Regions from separate parts of the Capra hircus genome. Here region 2 is linked to region 1. Evidence: chromatin contacts called from public Hi-C data. All regions are on one chromosome and are shown on one strand. The core of a region is the stretch at or near the end of the contact, and the rest is flanking DNA. Distances in the headings are between cores, read along the strand shown.

Region 1 (2,700 bases), core at 116-2,615:
GTGTGACTTGCCCAAGATTCCATAGTTAATCAGTGGTAAAGTGGAGCCAAACCTACTTGTTTTTTTTTTTTAAGTACTGAGACCAGAGAGCTTGTGTGACTTGCCCAAGATTCCATAGTTAATCAGTGGCAAAGTGGAGCCTCAGATTTAGTGTTAAGCTTCATCCTTTAGTTTTTAAACATGATACTCCCTCCCTACGGATCTTATACATCTCCTTTCCCCGAAGGCTCTTTGTAGTGTGAGGAAAAAAAAAGCAGTCACTTCAGTGCACACGAGAAAGTTATCCTATGCTCTTTAAGGTGGACATATTTATGAAAATTTTATAAACTTGTAAAATAAGCCGTGTTCAATTATTATTTTATAAATGTGCTATTCTGTTGTGGTCACTATGTACTCTGGGGATTCAAAAGCTGACACAGAGTTTGTTCTTTGGCAAATATTTTAAGAATGCTCTTTGAGAAAGGAATCCACAAATACAGCTTCAAAGAGCAAAGCACATGTAAAAGCTGCAAGCGTTTTTCTGGAGAGAAAATTAAAGCCATGCTGCTGTTATCTTTTATTAGCTGTCTTTAACACACCAGGCCGCATGATGGCAGTGTTTCTCGGTAAATGATCTTGGAAAAACAGCTGCAGTATCCCAGGGGAAAAAAAATCTGAGCCAATGCAGATAAAATGTGATCTAGATTAAATCACAACTATAGATTAAAAATTGAGGAGGGGGGCAGTTATCCACCTAAACCATATCTTTTATGATCATATTTTCCTACAGTGAATTTCTCCATGGGTACAGGACGTTATAGAATGAATTTCAAAATGTGAGTAGCTAACAAATAAATATAAACATCTAGGCAGGAGGAGAAGGGGATGACAGAGGATGAGACGTTTGGATGGCATCACCGACTCGATGAACATGAGTTTGAGCAAGCTCCGGGAGTTGGTGACGGACAGCGAAGCCTGGCGTGCTGCGCTCCATGGGGTCGCAAAGAGTCAGACACGACTGAGCGACTGAACCGACTGAAACGCTGTTTGGAAGGGAAGGGCAGTTGTGCGTTTACTGTTTGTTTTCATTGCAGTGGTAATAGGAAGAGGACTTAGAATAATAAACTGAATATGCTTTATACCTTGTGTCATTAGCTTCTTTGTAAATCATTATTGTCTTACAAGACTGTGTTAGGGTGTGGGAAAGCAAAGCGAGCTTGCTTCTCATGCTCACGATTTTCCTCTTAGGCAGGAAACATATTCCGTATAAGACGAGAGCGAGATTTCCTGAGTCTCTTCTAAAAAGGCGTGAAGCCACAGATGGGGGTTAAAGCAGCAGCTACTGTCAGTCAAGGCCCCAGGCAAGACTGTGAAATCAAAGATTTGTTCCCGTTTCTCAGTCCTGTCCTTTCTCCTGTCTCTTAGGCTGCGCCTTGATAGCGCCAGGGGGTAAAAGAGCAAGGCTTGTTCTCTAGATCTTTCTTCTATTTCTTGATCCTTCTAGGTGGATTTTGTATTTTAAACACAGGCTGTGAAGTTTCTATAAATCTTATAAGAACGAATGTCAGCCACCTACAAAGGAATATTTGGGGACAGACATGCAATGTACACCTAACTCATTTCAGCTAACAGACTTAGCCGGAAACTGTCAGATGACTCTCCAGGCTTGCCTGGCAGTTCTGCCACCACATACCACGATTCAACAGGTATTCTCAGAGTTATTATTTATGTGTCTGACACTCTGGCGGGCGTGGCCACAAGGTGAGTAGGAGGACAATGTCTCCTGCACTGCAAGCAGACGCTTTAACCTCTGCGCCACCAGGGAAGCCCAGTGAATGCCCAGTAACCAGTAAAGAGCCAGGGTCTCTGTGCTTAGTTGCTCAGTTGTGTCTGATTCTTTGGGACCCCATGGACTGTAGCCTGCCAAGTTTTCCTCTTTCCCCTGGGGATTCTCTAGGCAAGAAAACTGGAATGAGTTGCCATGCCCTCCTCCTGGGGGTCTTTCCCACCCAGGGATCGAACCCAGATCTCCCACATTGCTGGCAGATTCTTTACCATATGAGCCGCCAGGGAAGCCACAAGTAGGAGGATGAAGCCCCCAGTCTCAAGAACGTATAGCTGAATGAGAGAAATGAGAAGTACAGGCTACACAGCAGGTCAGAATAGATTATACTGTGAGAGTGTTGGAGAGGAAAGAGTTCTACCTTCTGGCTGAAGGCTCGAAAGAGACCTCACAGAGGATATTTGACATAGAATTCTGATAGAAACCAAAACACATCGGATGTTTGATTATAGTGTGGCACCACCTAGAATGCACTCTTCCCAAAATCTCCAACTCACCAGAGATTACTATTATGTCAGTCTTCCCAGAACTAAGGGATGTCAACCATCCCTCACAGCAGGGAGTAAGGGCCTGGGGAGAGAATGGCTAATCCAACTTAACTAAAATAAAAAGAATGGAGAAGTAGAAGATGACCTGGAAACCTGACTTGGGTCTATAACTACAGGAGGCCTCGAATGCAAATGGCTCATGTTAAACCCCACCAGTAATGGGAATCACTGAAGAATGCCAATACTCTGGATTATAATTTTATATCCGAATTCTATATCCAGCTGGGCTTAGGCAAGGACTGTGTAAGAGAAGATAGTCATTCATTATAACGATCTATTCTATCGGCAATTTGAATTATGATAATGTTTCTCAAATTTTAAGGAACTTCA
Region 2 (2,700 bases), core at 155-2,654, 150 kb after region 1:
CTGCTTCATGTGGTATCAACTGGGATGGTGCCTCAGTGATACTCTCTGGACAAGTCTCAGGTGTCCAAAAAGGCTTCAGTTGTATCCACTGCCTTGGTGGAGATAGCTAGAACGCTGGCCTTAGCTGGCCACTTTCCCTCTCCACATGCTCAGACCCTCTCATATGGACACACCAGTGAGGTGGTCAGATTTATTAAGCAGAAGCTCAAGATGTAAGAGTAAGTGTTTGAGTGACAAGAGATGGAAGCCCCTGGTCTCTAAGGCTGTGCCTAAAAACTTGGACAGCACCACTACATTCTATAAATTAAGGCATTCACAGAGACAGCACCAGTGTCAAAAGAGGGATCTTGTACCACACTTTTCAACGGGAAAAGTGTCGAAGAATTTGTGGCCATTGTTAATCTGTTACAAGAGGTGATAAAATGGAAGCAGCAACTGTCGACAAGCCTAAGAGATTTTATCAGTGCTTTTTTACAGAAGCAGCAAAGAAAGCAGTAGGTAGTTAAAATGTGGGATCACAGAGTATTTTCCCCGGAAAACTATGAGTGAACCTAAAGCATGCCTGTATCTAATGGCAATATTCCAGAGAAGAGGAAGATGTTGTAGAAGAGGAAAGCTGTAACTGGGACCAAAATTCTTGAGAAGGAAATAAAAAAAAGAAACCCAGGGCAAAGAGAAGAGGTGGTCTCTCATGAACAGGAAAGTCTCATTCATGGTAACAGGAGAGAAGGCAGAAGGTAGAGGCACTTCCTACCCTGCTTTGCTCAGAAGTCGCCTTATCAGTGATGCCTCCCTGGACACCCCTTTCTTAAATGGCACCTCAGTATGCCTGCTCTATGCCTTTCCCTGCTTTATTGTTCTCCATACAGGATGTGCATCCCCATAATGCAAACACGGATTATCCACAGCATATGCAAGAGTGATATATTTTACTGATTGCTGGCACATAACAGGTACTCAATGTCAGCCAAGAGTCTGGAATGAATGAACACCTTAGAGAGGTATCTGATGAGTGGTGCTGAAAGAGAAGCTTGATATGCGGATGTCTCACGGAGCCACGTGGCGGTAGTCTTGGGTGAGAATAAACTTGCATCTTAAGAGGTGCCAATCACAGCCCTTCTTTCCTTTTGTGCCTTTTCTGGCTGAGTCACAGTGATCAAGTTACTGAACCCCTCTGAGTCACAGGATTAGGACCTTGTTGGCACAAAGTGAGCGTTCCTCAAAGCCTGGCTCTCCTTTCCCACCGCTCTCCGTTTCCTCCGACCTGCCTATTCTCCCCCTTTCTGCGCTGACCCCAACCAAGTTCGCGCAGTCCCCGAGCAGGGCGGGCGAGGTGAGCTGCGCCCCGAGACGGGGAGGGCGGGGCCAACCCCAGAGCAGCCCTAGGCTGCGGGTGCGGGCGCGCAGGGTCTCCACCCCTTCTCCCGTCTGTGCGTCCGTCCATCCTGCCGCCGCCGTCTGTCCCAGGCCATGGCGAAGCTGTTGGTGCTCACCCTCTTGGGACTGGGGCTGGCATTCTTCAGGGATCACCGGTCTTCTTATCTGTGAGTTGGGTTGCAGCCCACCCCTGTACTGTCTGTCCTATCCACTAGCCAGACCCGGGAGTCTTCCCCCTCACCCTCCACTCCCAAGCTGGCTCCAGGCTCTTAGAAAATCAGAAGGCAAGTGCAGGATGTACATCCCAAAGCGATTTCATAAATATGCAACTTTCCCCAACCACCTGATCACCCTTGCTTACGGCCTGGGAGAGAGGCTAAGGAGGCGATTGCCCTTGGTGTGAGTGGCCAAGCTGTTGTCACACACCAATTAATTTTTCATAAATACTGGTTTATCTTGGCTACAGATTCACTTCTCAGATTTGCTGCAAAATAAATAACCAGACTGGAGGGGGCCTCTGATATTGTGAGAATTAGGGAAGAAGCTCCGGACTCAGTTGCCTGGCTGTGGCAGAAAACTTCCCAGCGTGGAGATGCTCAGTTTGAGGCTTCGCTGAGAGACAGAAAACTCCTGTGTGCAGTGGAGCAGATGGGAAGGAACGGCCACCTGCTGCAGCGGAGATGTGTCAGGGGTTAGAGGACAGACCTTGATGTCCTGGGTTCTTGCTGTGTCCGTTCCATTGTAGGATCTCTCACATTTATTTTTCATGAATATCAGTGTATGTTGGCTACTGCGTCACCAAAGCCTCATATAAGAAGCACCCAACAATGTGCTTGGGATATAGTATTTAATAAATGTGTCCTGCTTCCCTTCAAGGGAAAAGTGCCTTTCTTAGAAGTGTTCTGTTTCCCTTAAAGGTTTTATAAATTTTTAAGTACTATACAAGAGGGAAAAGTTTTCTAAGAAAGTATCAGTGTTTCATAATAACTTTTTAATAGGGGTTCAAAGTCTAGAGATCATCCTAACCCTAACGATTAATCGGTCATACATTATTGACTTTGAAGTAAAATATTACTAAAAATCAAACTGAACATTTTGGACTTTCAGAAAAAGATCATATGACCCTGTTGACTGTTTAGCAACATACATACATTCATTCAGAATAGATTTCTGTAAATATTGGGATTTTCTTTTCTAATTGTTGGTTACTTTTGGAATCACAAACTTAGAAAAAAGTAAGAAACAAACAGTGATTTGGGATTTTTAATCATGTAAAAATTAATTTGTGGATTTTCACTAACCATGGTACTATTTGTTGTCAAA

Evidence for each region. A called contact is a pair of places that touch in the nucleus more often than the background predicts.
Region 2: a contact with region 1 is called in a Hi-C map of blood, with 4 times the contacts expected there. The contact joins the promoter of PON1 here to the enhancer-like site in region 1. A contact is called at or near these places in 2 of 5 Hi-C or Micro-C datasets (both in blood).

Annotation. Positions count from the first base shown.
Region 1 is chr4:107,914,401-107,917,100 of ARS1.2, forward strand. No RefSeq gene overlaps it. Among named protein-coding and RNA genes, the nearest start is that of ASB4, 19 kb to the left of the region's middle. Within about 2 kb of position 1,366, at least 3 of the 5 cell types and tissues checked have an H3K27ac peak or open chromatin away from gene starts, as enhancers often do.
Region 2 is chr4:108,066,302-108,069,001 of ARS1.2, forward strand. It overlaps PON1 (serum paraoxonase/arylesterase 1), which reads left to right and starts at 1,405. Exons shown (of 9, transcript XM_005678946.3): 1 at 1,405-1,544. The coding sequence starts at 1,471.